Linked DNA regions of Pan troglodytes: region 1 is linked to region 2. A link is a contact called in public Hi-C data. All regions are on one chromosome and are shown on one strand. Each heading gives the region's core, a stretch centred on a gene start, on an enhancer-like site or on the middle of the called end of the contact. The rest is flanking DNA. Distances are from core to core; before and after follow the strand shown. Region 1 has its middle 38 kb from the start of TRH. Region 2 has its middle 19 kb from the start of PLXND1.

Region 1 (6,864 bases), core at 1,437-3,936, 310 kb after region 2:
ACCTTTCAGGTCTCAACCCAAGCTTCATCTCCTCACATAATTCCCTTCCTCCCTTATTCTCCATCACATAATCCCGTTTCTTTCCCCTATAATGCAATCTGTAGTTATCTTATTATTTTATCTGTTTGTTGGTGTGTTTCTTGTTGTTTCAGCCTCCATACACCTCTGAGGCAGGCACTGAGTCTTTCCTGGTCACGGCTGAATCCACAGCACCTAACACACCGCGTGGCCCTTAGTAGGTGCTCGACAGATACCCAGTAACTATTCACCGGCGGTAAATGAACTCGTGCATGTGTCTCTTGGAATCAGCTACCCGCTGGGACCTTCCCTTTGAAAACTTGGGTTCGACATTTACTGCTTTGAGTCCTCAAATCCGCTGGTGCAAAGATCTGAGAACTGTGCTTTTCTACAATTCAACTCCAATTTTTGGTCCCGGGTCCGTAGTCCACCATTGCAGGGCCCTGGTTATTTCTGGCTCTGCAGTGCCACCTGCAGGCCATAATTAGATCTGCAGCCTGAGGAACATTTCCCACCTCTAAGGTCTCAAACTAGGAATGAGATTGGGGAGTCTAGCCGGGCCCATGACTCCAGGTGACCAGGAATTGCTAAAGTGAAAAAGTGACCCTAGAAGGTTCTCATAGACAACTTGGTGGTAAATGATAGGAAACCTCTCTTCTCCCACTGTTCACTTTCTTGAAGCATTAAATTCCTCCTAGGGTTTCAATCCTCAAGTTGCAGGGGTCTCAGAATCCTACCTAACTCCTCTTCCTCCCCACAAGCGTGCTTACCCTGAAGCCTTCCATCTCAGTGATTTCTCAGTCCTGAAATGCTGGAGTCATCTTTATTTATCCTATACCCTACGTTTAGTCCATCAGCAAACCCTGTCTGCTCCATCCTCCAAAGACATGCCTAGAGCCTGACCACTTCACACCACTTTCTCTGCTCTTACTCTGGTGTGAGCCAACATCATCTCTCAATTGGAAAAGATTCCTCCCTAGACATTTCTCCAAAGAAGATACACAAATGGACAACAAACACAGGAAAAGACGCTCAACATCATTAGTCATTAGGGCCATGCGAATGAGAACTGCAGTGAGATACCCTTTCACACCCATTAGCACAGCTTTTATTTTAAAAATGAAACATAACAAGTGGTGGTAAGGATGTGGAGAAATTGGAACGCTTATACATTGTTGGTAGGAACATAAAATGGTGCAGCTGCTGTGAAAACAGTATGGTGATTTCTGAAAAAGTTAAACATAGGCTGGGTGCAGCGGCTTATGCCCGTATTCCCAGCATTTTAGGAGGCCAAGACAGGAAGATCACTTAAGCCTATGAGTTTGAGACCAGCCTGGGCAACACGGAGAGGCCCCACCTCTACAAAAAATTGAAAAAATTAGCTGGGCATGGTGGTGCATGCCTGCAGTCTCAGCTACTCAGGAGGCTGAGGTGAGTGTATCACTTGAGCCTGTGAGGTTGAGGCTGCAGTGAGCCGTGATTGTGCCACTGTACTCCAGCCTGGGTGACAGAGTGAGACCCTGTATCTAAAAAAAAGAAAGAAAGAAAAGTTAAACATAGAATTACCATATGATCCAGGAATTCTACTTCTGGGTATATACCCAAAAGAACTGAAAGTAGAGAATCAAACACATACTTATACAACCATGTTCATATCAGTATTCACAATAGTCAAAAGTTAGATATAACCCAAATGGCTATCAACAGATGAGTGGTTCACCATGAGAACCTGATGATGAAATGCAATATATCTATGTAATGAAATACTATTCAGCCATCAGAAGGAATAAAGGAATGAGTACTGATACATCCATCAACATGGAGGAACCTTGAAAACATTGTGTTTAGTGGAATAAGCCAGATACAAAAGGCCAAATGTTGTATGATTCCCACTTATATCAAACATCTTTTTTTTTTTTTTTTTTTGGAGGTGGAGTTTCACTCTTGCAACCCAGGCTGGAGTGCAATTACGTGATCTTGGCTCACTGCAACCTCTGCCTCCCGGGTTCAAGTGATTCTCCTGCCTCAGCCTCCCGAGTAGCTGGGATTACAGGTGCCTGCCACCATGCCCGGCTAATTGCCTGGCTAATCTTTATATTTTTAGTAGAGACGAGGTTTCGCCATGTTGGCCAGGCTGGTCTCGAACTCGTGACCTCAAGTGATCCGCCCACTTCAGCCTCCCAAAGTGCTGGGATTATAGGCGTGAGCCACCATGCCCAGCCTATATCAAACGTCTTGAACAGGCAAATTCATCAGTACAGGAAGTAAATTAGAGGTTACCAAGGACTGCAGGGGGGAAGGGAGAATGGGGTGTTATTGCTTAATGGGTTCAGAGTTTTTGTTTGGGGTGATAAAACATTATGGAAATATAGAGTAGTGATGACTATATGACATTGTGGATGTACTTAACGCCGCTGAATTGAACACTTAAAATGGCTAAAACAATACATTTTATGTTATATATGTGTCACTGGTAAAGGGTCGTGACTGCCAATTGTCCAGGTTCTTGGTGTTTTGAACAAAGAATTGAACAAAACGCCCAGCAAAGCAGAGAAAATGAAGCAACAAAAGAACAAAAGCAGGGATTTATTGAAAACGAAAGTACACTCCACAGCGTGGGAGCGGCAGGAGCAGCGACTCAAGGGCCAGCCATACAGAATCTTCTTGGGTCAAAATACCCTCTAGAAGTTTCCCCCTGGGCACTTCATGCTTACCTCATGTAAATGAAGTGGTAGCCCGTGATCAGTCAGGTTGCTTTTTGCAACCAATCAGAGGCTAGGGTGAAGTTACAAAGTTATACTTCTATGCAAAAGAAGACTCAGCTGCAATCAGTCTGATTGGTTGTGGACAGCAACCATTCAGAGGCTGGAGTGAAGTTACAAAGTTGCGAAGGAAGACTCAACAGGCAATCAGTCTGATTGGTTGTGGACAGCCAATTTCCCATCTGCTGTCCAGAAAAGGCTGGGGGTTTGCAAAGGGAGTAGCCTCTGGTCGTTTTTTACTTAGGCATGGAAAGTTAGGGTTTTCCTTTCAAGTTAGTTCAAGGAAGTCGGAGTGAGGCATAAGGCTGCCTGCCTTAGGTTCCCTGCCTGCAGACTCTATTCTCCTGCCTCCTATGTTTTACTGCAGTTTTTTTCTTTTTCTTTTTCTTTCTTTTTTTTTTTTTTTTTGAGACGAGTCTTGTTCTGTCGCCAGGCTGGAGTGCAGTGGCGCAATCTCGGCTCACTGCAACCTCCGCTTCCCAGGTTCAAGTGATTCTCCTGCCTCAGCCTCCCGAGTAGCTGGGACTACAGGCACATGCCACCACGCCTGGCTAATTTTTATATTTTTAGTAGAGACGGGGTTTCACCGTGTTGGCCATGATGGTCTCGATCTCTTGACCTCGTGATCCGCCCGCCTTGGCCTCCCAATGTGCTGAGATTACAGGCATGACCCACTGCGCCTGGCCAGTTTTTTTCTTTTTAAAGCAAGGGGAAAATGCTCCTCCCTGGTCTCCCTATCTGCACTCCCCACACAGTAGCCAGAGAGGTCCTGTGAAACTCTGTCACTTCCAGCCTCTGCTCAGAACTGTGTCTCTCACTCCCTCAGAGTAAAGGCCAGGTAGCCCTCAAAGCCCCTCAACACCTGGCCCACGTGTCCTCCCAGTTTCCTCCGGGCCTCACTCACCGGATGGACGCTGCCTCCTCGCTGCCCCTCTGACCGGTGAGCGCTTGTGCCCCTGCGGCCTTGCATGGCTGCTCCCTCTGCTGGGAACTTTCTCCTCCCAATATCCACACAGTCCGCCTGCTCCCCTCCTTCAGGCCTTTGCTCAATGTCCCGATTTGGTGAGGCCTTCCCTGGCCACCTATTGAAACCCGTATACTCATCTCCACCCTGGCACCCCAGCCCCTCCCCTGCTTGATTTTTCTCTGGCCGCCCTCAGCTACATGCGTATTTTAGTTATTTATCTGCTTATTGTCTTGTCTCCTTTCACGTAATTTGAGCTTTAGGAAGGCAGGGATCATTGTCCCTGTCCAGTTCACCGGCACATAGTAGACACTCGACAGTGATTTGTTGAATGAATGAATGCATGAATGAATGCCTACAGTTGGGAGTGGGCAGGCTGTGAGGCAACAGAGAGTACGGGGACTGGGGATTACTGGGAGCTCAAGTCCCGGCTAATGCTCTCCAGCTGGTTTTTGTCTCGTGGGAAAGCATGTCATTACTGCCCAATTGACTATTTAAGAGAAGCCAGAAATCTGGATTTTTAGTGAAATTCTCCAATGTTTCAAGCACTGAGAACTAGTGTAGGTTTATAAAACATCTTGAGGACCAAATGATACCTATCTGTGTGCCAAGTTTGGCCCATGGACACCTGGTGGTGGCAAATGGTGGTGGCAAACGGTGGGTGCAGGGTGTTCAGATTTTTCTCCCCATCCCTGCCTCCTCTCCTGGGCTTCAGACCATCCATCTAACCAGCTGCCTCCTGAGCACCTCCACCTGGATGGCCTCCCAGACTTTCAGAATCAACAGGTTCCACCCTGAATTCATCCTCCCTTACTGTCAACCAGAATCTCCAAGCTCCTCATCTCAGTGACACCCCCAGCCCTCTTCTCTCACTCACCCCCACATCTTGTCTCCTAAATCAATATTTCCCAGCCTGCCCCCGCTGCCTGCCCTGTTCCCAAGGCCCCTGCCCAGGCTCAGGCCATCATCTCACTGGGTGCCTGTTCTCATCGTCTCTTCACTGAGTTGGCGGCTTCACTTTAAGATATAACTGGGGGAGTGGGTGGAGCACACCACAATCTGGTCAGCTCAGGTCCTGCAGAGGTCTTGATCCGGCCTTGGGGTAGAGGGATTATACACACACACACACACACACACACGTATATACATATACATATACAAAAACATATATATCAAATATGTATATATAAGTCAAAGTGTAAAAATCTGAAGCGTATAGCATCTACCCTCCTGTGCCACCCACATCAGGGTTTTTAAATAGCATCTACCCTCCTGCACCAAGAAGTAGAACACTTCCAGTTTCCCAGCAGGCTCCCTCATGCCCCTTCTCGGTGAGCACTGTCCCTCCGCTCCCCCAACACGGTTCTGACCTTTATTACTGCAAACCAATGAAACCCCTCCTAGAATTTCACATGAATAGGATCGTCCAGTTAGTAGAATTTTATGTCTGGCCTTTTTTTTTTTTTTTTTTTGCTCAGTATAATGATTCTGAGATTCATCTATGCTGTGGTGTGCACAGGTAGTTTGTTCTTTTTATTGTATGGATGCGCCATTGTGTAAATTGATCACAATTTGTTTATTCAGCCACCCATTGATGGCTATTGGGCTGTTTCTGGCTTTTGGCAATTATGAGGATGTCTGCATGAACTTCCCTGTGGCAGCCTTTGGTGGACATAAGTCTGCCTAGAAGCAGAATTTCTGGGTCCTACCTTAAGTGCATGTCTGCCCTTCATGTAAAATGACGAGGAAAAGTGGCTATAGCTTGTACTTTGCATTCCCTCCATCAGGGAATGAGAGTTCCAGTTGCTCCACAGTCTTGCCAATACTTGACATTGTTGGTCTTTGATTTCACCAGTGCTTTCTCTGGAGAGTCCAGGCATGGTCATGGTTGAAGTCTCTGCTCTCAGCTCCCGCCTCAGTCTTCCTTCAGCCAGTCTGACCTGATGACCTCTTGCTTTCCTGCTCCTAGAAATGCCCCTGTGCTTTAGGCAGCCCCTCCAGCTGCTTCTCTTCCCATGGGGCAAGGAATTTGCAGGACCCAGGGGACACCCCTTCTTGGAGCACATCCCATCCCCTTCTAGACCAGGCCATGAGTATTCAGTACCTGAAGATTCTCTGTTCCCATGTCCCAGTGTCCTGAAGCCCATTTCCAGGGCCTGTGTGGGCCTCTTTCCCAGCCCACGCTCCTAAGGGCAGACCATCCTCTCAAGGTGGGAGAGCAGCAGGACTTGTTTTCCAAGCCTCAGTTACAGACCTGCTAATCAAGGCAGGATATAGCAAAGAAACTGGCGCAAACCAGCTAGGACCAGGATGGTGATGAAAGCAACCTCTAGTTGCCCTCATTAGTCATTATATGCTAATTATAATACATTTGCATAAGATACTCCCACCAGCCCCATGACAATTTTCAAATGCATGGCAACACCCAGGAAGTTACCTTATATGATTCCTGGAACTCCTCGCCCATTTTCCAGAAAGTTCATGAATAACCTACCCTTTATTTAGTGTATAATTAAGAGAGGGTCTAAAAAGAGCTAGGCAGCAATGCACGAGTGCTACTCTGGGCCCCTCTGCCTGTGGGAGAGCCCTGCTCTGTCTATAGGGAAGCGTTTTGCTGTACACTGCTGCTCTAATAAACTTGCTTTCTTTCACTGATGCTGGCTCTTGAATTCTTTCCTGAGTGAAGCCAAGAACCTACCAAGGCTAAGCCCTAACTTTGGGGTTCACCTGCATCACTCTGGCGTGTGTACTACTAAATCTGAAGGTTGGCCAAGGACAGCTGCAGGTTGGGGTGTTCATCTGCAAGCGTGTGAAGACCTTAGCTGTAGAGGATGAAGCCCGGGGTCAGGAAGAGAAAGCAGGTGGGCTGCAAGCTGGGGCGACTTTCCCCACACTCTCACATGTGAAACTTCCGAGAGTCTAGTAATCCCAGATTTCTACCTAGCTTCCAGGCTATTATGCACCTTGGACTTCTGTAACAAAGTGCCACACACTGAGTGCCTGAAGCAGCAAAATGTATTCTCTTCACCTGGGATCAGAAGCTCAAAATCGAGGTGTCAGCAGAGTCGGTTCTTTCCAAGGGATGTGAGGGAAGGATCTGTTCCACCAAACACCCATGAG
Region 2 (6,758 bases), core at 2,474-4,973:
TCAGGCAGGGCCACTCCTTCCCCAGCCCCACACATGCAGCTACGTCTGCTCACACTTCCAGGGACAGGGAGCTCACTCCTCACCGTCAGCCTCACACATATGTCCCCTTGCTGGAAATGTCCACTCCCACCCCCACCCCGGCCAGGTTCCTAATCACTGACCGGGAGACCAGGAGGCTCTAGAATGGTGGGGCAGGACTGGAGGTGAAGACCATGGAACATATGAGCCCCACAACCTCAGCCTTTCCTAGAAAGAAGCTTCCGGCTCCTGCTCAGCCTGGGTGGGGATGAAGGCATCTGTGTGCTAACCACATGCCCCGGAGCCAGCCATTCCCACGGTGGCCCCCATCAATGCCCCACCCTCCTCCTGTCCTTGCCCAGTGCTGGCTCCCTTGGGCCTGGGCTTGGGACCCGACACATCCCCATCTGAGATCAGTATCCACGAAGGAGACTCCGGGTGTGATGCGAGGGCCTGCCATAACCCAGCACTGCACCCAAAATGGCGCCACCTCATCTGCTGGCTCTGCCGACAGCACTATGGGGACTGTGAAGACAGGAGGGAGAAGGGGAAGGAGAACAGGACGGCCACAGGAGGGAAGGAGTAGTCTGGCCCCTTCCAGCACTAAGGTGCCCTGGGGACAGTCCCTTGGGGTGCCTACTGGACCTCAGATAACCTTACTCCCCAAAGCCCCTCACAGCCCTGTGGGCCATATCACCCGTCCTTGGTGCCAGGCCCAGGCAGGGCTTTCCATTGCCCCACAGTCCTCCAGAGGGTGTAATTAGGCCCATTTTACAGATGGGGCATACTAGAGCCCCAGCACTGTGCTGGTGGCTCCAAAAGCAGCAAGGGGTCCCCAGGCCAGGCCCAGCTGACCCCTATGTAGGGACTGGGTGCCTCCCCCTTCCACTTCCCTCCAGGGTTGACCTCAGCAGCTCCTGGTTGGGCTTTTCCCAGAGCCAAGGCCGGAAGCACGAGTCCCGAGTGTTTGTTCAGGCTGGGCTGGGGCTCCGGGCTGGCGAGGCGGAAACAGCCGCAAGATGTTTGTCCAAGGGGTCAGGCTCCCCCACCGGGAGGAAGGAGGAAGGAGGAAAGGCCGGAGGAGCAGGAGGCCCGAGTCAGCTCTCCCAGCCAGGTTCTCACCTCCAGCCTTGCCTTCCTCACCCCCAGAGGCTGGGCTGCACACAGTAGGCGCTCAGTGGCTGAGGAAGGAGATGTGGTGCTCTCCTCCGGCATCCTTCACTCAGCCGGGGCTCAGGCCCCAATCCCAATCGCCCTGGCCTCCTCTTCCTTCTGTCTTAGTCCAAACTGTGTGCCCCCGACAAATTCAAATGTTGAAACCCCCAATACCTCAGGATGAGACTGTATCTGGAGACAGCCTTTAAAGAGTTCATTAAGTTAAAATGAGATGGTATGAGGCGATTAGGGCCAGGTGCGGTGGCTCACGCCTGTGATCCTAGCACTTTGGGAGGCTGATGCAGGAGGATCGCTTGAGCCCAGGAGTTCGAGACCAGCCTAGGCAACACAGTGAGACCCCCCCCCCCCGCCCATCTCTACAAAAAGTTAGCTGGGCACGGAGGCTGCTGCCCGTAGTCTCAGCTACTTAGAGGACCGAGGTGGGAAGATGGCTTGAGCCCAGGAGGTCAAGGCTGCAGTGAGCTGTGGCTGTACCACTTGCACCCTCCAGAACTGAGAGGAAATAGGTTTCTGTTGTTGAGCGATCCAGTCTGTGGTCTCTTGTTACGGCAGCCTAGCAAGCAAACCTCCCCCCCGCCCCGTGACCTCTCCCGCTATTCTGGAGGCTGCAAGGCCAAGTCCAAGACCAAGGAGTCTGCAGGGTTGGTGTCTGCTGCAGCCTCTCTCCTTGGCTTGCAGATGGTGCCTTCTGGCTGTGTCCTCACATGATCTTTCCTCACTTCCTGCATATCTGAATCCTCAGCTCCACTTCTTTTTTTTTTTTGAGACAGGGTCTGACTCTGTCACCCAGGCTGGAGTGCAGTGTTGCGATCTCAGCTCACTGCAGCCTCGACTTCCTAGGCTCAAGCCATCCTCCAACCTCAGCCCCCTGAGTAGCTGGGACCCCTGGCAGAGGCACCATCGAGGCTTCCCTTTGGCTCTCCGCTCCAGCAGCACTGGCCTCCTCACTGAGCTTGGTCCAGGACGGTGCTTTTGCTGTGCCCTCTGCCTGTCGTGCCCTTTCCAGATCTCCCCAGGGCTGCCGCCTTCTTATCCCTCAGGTTTCTGCTCAAATATCCCCCTCCAAAGAGGCCCTCCCTGACCAAAGTGCCAATCAGGGCTAGTATCCATCTCTCTCACTGGATGGACCTTCACCAGGGCAGGGGATATGTCTCCAGGGCCACAGCAGGGCCCGGCACACAGTAGGTGCACAGTAAAGGTTTGCTGAAGGCAGTCAGGCTCACCTTGGTACTGCCACCCCATCTCCCAAAACACAGGGTCACAGGGTCTCAGAGGCAGAGCAGGGCCTCCAGGGGGGCCCGTGGATGTGGGTGGTCCAACCATGAGGCCTGCCTACCTGCTGGGGGCACAGGCTGCAGCCACCCAACCCCTCGGCTTCCCACGCAGCACCTGTGTTCACCGCCCCCTTCCCCATCTGTCTTCCAGTGATTCCTCCAGAGGCTGCTTGTTTGGGAAGAAGGCTAGATGGCTAAGCAGGTAGGACCAGGTGGAAACCCAGCCCATCACTTTGGACTTGGGGACTCTGCCAGTGCCTCCCTGCTCCAGTGTCTGAGGAGGACTTGAGCATAGGAAGGTGCGTGCCTGCTCAGTCCTGGGACTCGTGGGGTGGAGCATTCACCTGGGGACTCGTGGGGTGGAGCTGGGGCTGGGACCACTGCCTGCACCTCCATCTGGGAGCAGGATGAGGGAAGGGCAGGAAACCACTGGGAGGCGCTGGGTGGGAGTTCGCTCTTTGCTCAGTCAACCCTGTCTTGAGACAGCCCTACTCCCACTTGAAAGGCTGAGACAGAAAAGACTGACACCACCAAGTGTGGGTGAGGATGTGGAGCGACAGGGGCAGGGGTGAAATGTGAAATGGTGCAGCCACTCTGTAAAACCTTTTGCTAGTTTCTTCAAAAAAAAGTCAAATGTGGCTGGACGCGGTGGCTCACGCCTGTAATCCCAGCACTTTGGGAGGCCGAGGCGGGCGGATCACGAGGTCAGGAGATAGAGACCAGCCTGGCTAACACGGTGAAAACCTGTCTCTACTAAAAATACAAAAAAAATTAGCCGGGCGCGGTGGCAGGCGCCTGTAATCCCAGCTACTCAGGAGGCTGAGGCAGGAGAATGGCATGAACCCGGGAGGCGGAGCTTGCAGTGAGCCGAGATTGCGCCACTGCACTCCTGGGACAGACAGAGTGAGACTGTCTCAAAAAAAAAAAAAAAAAAAAAAAAAAAAAAGTCAAATGTAGACACGTGCATCCTGGCAATCCCACGTCTAGATATTGGAATAAAATTAAAACACAGGTCCATAAAAACCTGTACAGATGCTTGTCACAGCTCCATTGATAATTGCTGCAATCTGGAAACAAGCCAAGTGTCCCTGGGCTGGTGAAGAGGTAAACACATGGAGGCCTCCATACAATGGAACGAAAAGGAACAGCCTCTTGATACTCCGACACAAGGATGCATCTCCAAGCCAGGCTGGAAAGGCTCCACGCTGCAGGATCCCATGTACATGCTGTTTGGAAAAGGCCAGGCCACAGGACGGTACACAGATGGGTAGTTGCCAGGGCTAGGGCTGGGGCTGGGGGGAGGGACTGACTGGGAAGGGCCACCAGGGAATTTTCTGGTTGCTGGGAATGTTCCATGTCTTGTTCAGAGCATTTACAGGGTATAAACGTGCAAAGTTTACCAGACTTCACATTTGAGATCTGGCCACTTCTCCTGATGTAAATTATAACTCAATGAATAAAAGTTTTTAAAAACAACCCAGTTCCATACTCGCCAGCCTGTGCCAGGCTCTTAGCTTGGGGACAGAGCTGGGGCGGGGCGGGTCCCTGGCTTTCAGACCGGCAGGGGTGGGAGGGGCCCAGGCTGGGGTGCTGCGAAGGCGACCCAGGGAGGGCGCCCGAGCCCCGCCCAGGCCAGGCCCCAGGCTCTCCCGTGCTCCCGCCCCGCAGAGAGAGGCCGGAAGCGGCCCCGGAGGGCCCATTGTCCGCGCTTCCGTTCCGGCTCCGCCTCGTCCTCCCGCGGCCAGAGGTGCGACCTCTGAGCCCCTGGCCAGCTCCCAGCCGGCCTAGGGGGGCGGGGGCACGGGGCGGAGGTCCCGCAGCCCGTGCTCGTCCCGCCTCGCTTGGAGGGAGCAAGGGCTCCGAGCCCTGGGCCCAGGTCCTGTGCCTCCGCTTCCCCGGCTGCGGGTACACCCCCAGCTCCCCGAGCCCCCCGGGCCCTCGCTGCTCCACCCAGAAGTTGCGGTGACTGCGGCCCCAGCACCCCGTTCCCTGGCCGGGCATCACTTGCGCAGCACGCTGCCCCCAGAGGACAGGGCTACAGTTAGTCGCCCACACCTCATTCACCCCCTTGGGCCCTTGAGCGTCTCAGAAGCCGCAGATGCCAAGGAGGGGACGCTGCCTCGCGGATGGTCACTTGGGAGCAAAGCTGGGGACTAAAGGAACCAGGGACAGAGATTCCCGCTCTCGCCAAATTGGCCGCTCTGGGCCAGGCACTGGGGACACACCGGGAAGCCGGATAGCCAGGTCCTGTCCTCAGGGCCCCGTCCGGAAGAGGACTGGGCAGCCTCGAGTCCGCGGCAATGAATGAATGTTCAATTGCACAGATGGGGAGGCGAAGGAGGGAGGGAGGGCAGTCGCTTGGGCGGTCATTGGAGGCTCTGGGAGGCTATGCGCCGGCAAGAAGCCGCGGGGTGGAGGCAGCCCTGCGGGAGTCGGCGAGGGCCGCGTGGATGTGCTCGGTGGTTTTGAGGCCAGTGGCTGGAGGGGCGTGAGAGTGGGAGACCAGACTTGAGGGGAGTGGCTGGAGTTGAGACTCAAATCCAAGAAGGAAATGGTGGGGCTTGGACCACTTGCCTACTGAGAAAAATGGAAGTCGGGAAGGCTTTAGATCTAGTCGCGCTTGGTCACTTCCGTCTCCGGGCCTCAGCTTCCCAGGTTGTAGAAAGCATCAGGGTTGGAGGCTCTGAAATTCTGGCTCCTCTCAAGCCAAGATTAGTATGACTTCATTTTGGTTGTGCAAGAAATGGGCCTGCAGCGGTTCGCAGAGGCAGAGGGACCTAAGCTTGAAGGGCAATCAAACCGGCGTAGGCAGGAACGTCGGGAGCCCAGACCCCAGGCAGGGAGTTTAAGGTCTTGGACACAGAGGGTGCGCTCCTCGAAGCAGCCACAAAGCGGTGACAGAGACCAGGCTTACGTTTTGTTTTGAAATAATTTCAAAGTAACAGAAAAGCCGTGAGAATAGTTCCGAGAACTGCACCCCTTATTAATGCAGATTCACCAAGCTTTAACATTCTGCTCCCCAGCCCTTGCATATTCAAGCCCCCATTGCAAGGGGCAGGCGCGATGGCCCTTGAACCCTAAGCCCTCCAATGTGTATTGCCCAAGAACAAGGACATTCTATTGCACAACCCCAGTGGTTTTCAAGATCGAGTGATTTAACCATAATACAATAATTTAATCTGCACAACCTTACTCAAATATCACCAAATGTCGCAACGAGGTCTTTTATAGCACATCCCCTTCCCATCCCCATCCAGGAGCCACGCCAGGATCACATTTTTAAATTTAATTATTATTATTATTTAAGAAGAGTCTCGCTCTGTCGCCCAGGCTGGAGTGCAGTGGCGCGATCTCGGCTCACTGCAAGCTCCGCCTCCCGGGTTCACGCCATTCTCCTGCCTCAGCCTCTCGAGTAGCTGGGACTACAGGCGCCTGCTACCGCGCCCGGCTAATTTTTTGTATTTTTAGTAGAGACAGGGTTTCACCGTGTTAGCCAGTCTGGTCTCGATCTCCTGACCTCGTGATCCGCCCGCCTCGGCCTCCCAAAGTGCTGGGATTACAGGCGTGAGCCACTGCGACCGGCCAGGATCACATTTAGTTGTTCACCTTTTTCATTTTATTATTTTATTTCGTTTGTTTGTTTTGAGACAGGGGCTTGCTGTGTCATCCAGGCTGGAGTGCAGTGGCACCAGCATGGCTCACTGCAGCCTCGAATTTTTGGGCTCAAGGGATCCTCTCCCCTCAGTCTGCAGAGTAGCTGGGACTATGCATGCCATCACACCAGGCTTGTTCACCTTTATTTTAATTGCAACTTATTCACTAAGCTTACTTTGGCTGAAGTAATTTGAAAAAGATGGGTGCAAAGGGTTCTAGCCTCATCCTTCATAACTGCATAACCCCGGGCAGGGCCCGAGTCCTCTCCAGTGAGAAGTGCCAGGATCTGGGCAGGGCACATGGAGGAGCTGGAGCGGGCAGAGGATGCACTTGCATTCTGAGATGGAGCCATTCTTCCGTCCTCCCTGGCCTGGCCCATTTCCCCAGGCTCTTGGCGAAGGGGTACCTCCTGATTCACCCACCACAGTCTTCGAATGGGGCATCCAAGACTCCCCAAAAGGCACCAACTCCTTGAGAAGGCAGCTTTGGGGAACATACTCCCCATCCTGAGACAGACAAAAGGCCAGTTAGAAGAATTGCTTTAGGTCTGGAAAGGAAGAGGAGCTTGAAGGACTCCGGAGACTGGAGATAAACCCTTCTGAGAGTCAGGAGGTTTTCATTTTATATTTGCAATAA

Evidence for each region. Hi-C and Micro-C count contacts between places; a contact is called where the count stands out from the background.
Region 1: a contact with region 2 is called in a Hi-C map of stem cell-derived neural progenitor cells, with 11 times the contacts expected there. The contact joins two enhancer-like sites. A contact is called at or near these places in 4 of 7 Hi-C or Micro-C datasets (blood, induced pluripotent stem cells and stem cell-derived neural progenitor cells).

What each region holds. Positions count from the first base shown.
Region 1 is chr2:133,178,640-133,185,503 of NHGRI_mPanTro3-v2.0_pri, forward strand. No RefSeq gene overlaps it. Among named protein-coding and RNA genes, the nearest start is that of TRH, 38 kb to the right of the region's middle. Within about 2 kb of position 2,687, at least 5 of the 24 cell types and tissues checked have an H3K27ac peak or open chromatin away from gene starts, as enhancers often do. A contact at or near this core is called in stem cell-derived neural progenitor cells, where this site is marked.
Region 2 is chr2:132,866,553-132,873,310 of NHGRI_mPanTro3-v2.0_pri, forward strand. No RefSeq gene overlaps it. Among named protein-coding and RNA genes, the nearest start is that of PLXND1, 19 kb to the left of the region's middle. Within about 2 kb of position 3,724, at least 17 of the 24 cell types and tissues checked have an H3K27ac peak or open chromatin away from gene starts, as enhancers often do. A contact at or near this core is called in stem cell-derived neural progenitor cells, where this site is marked.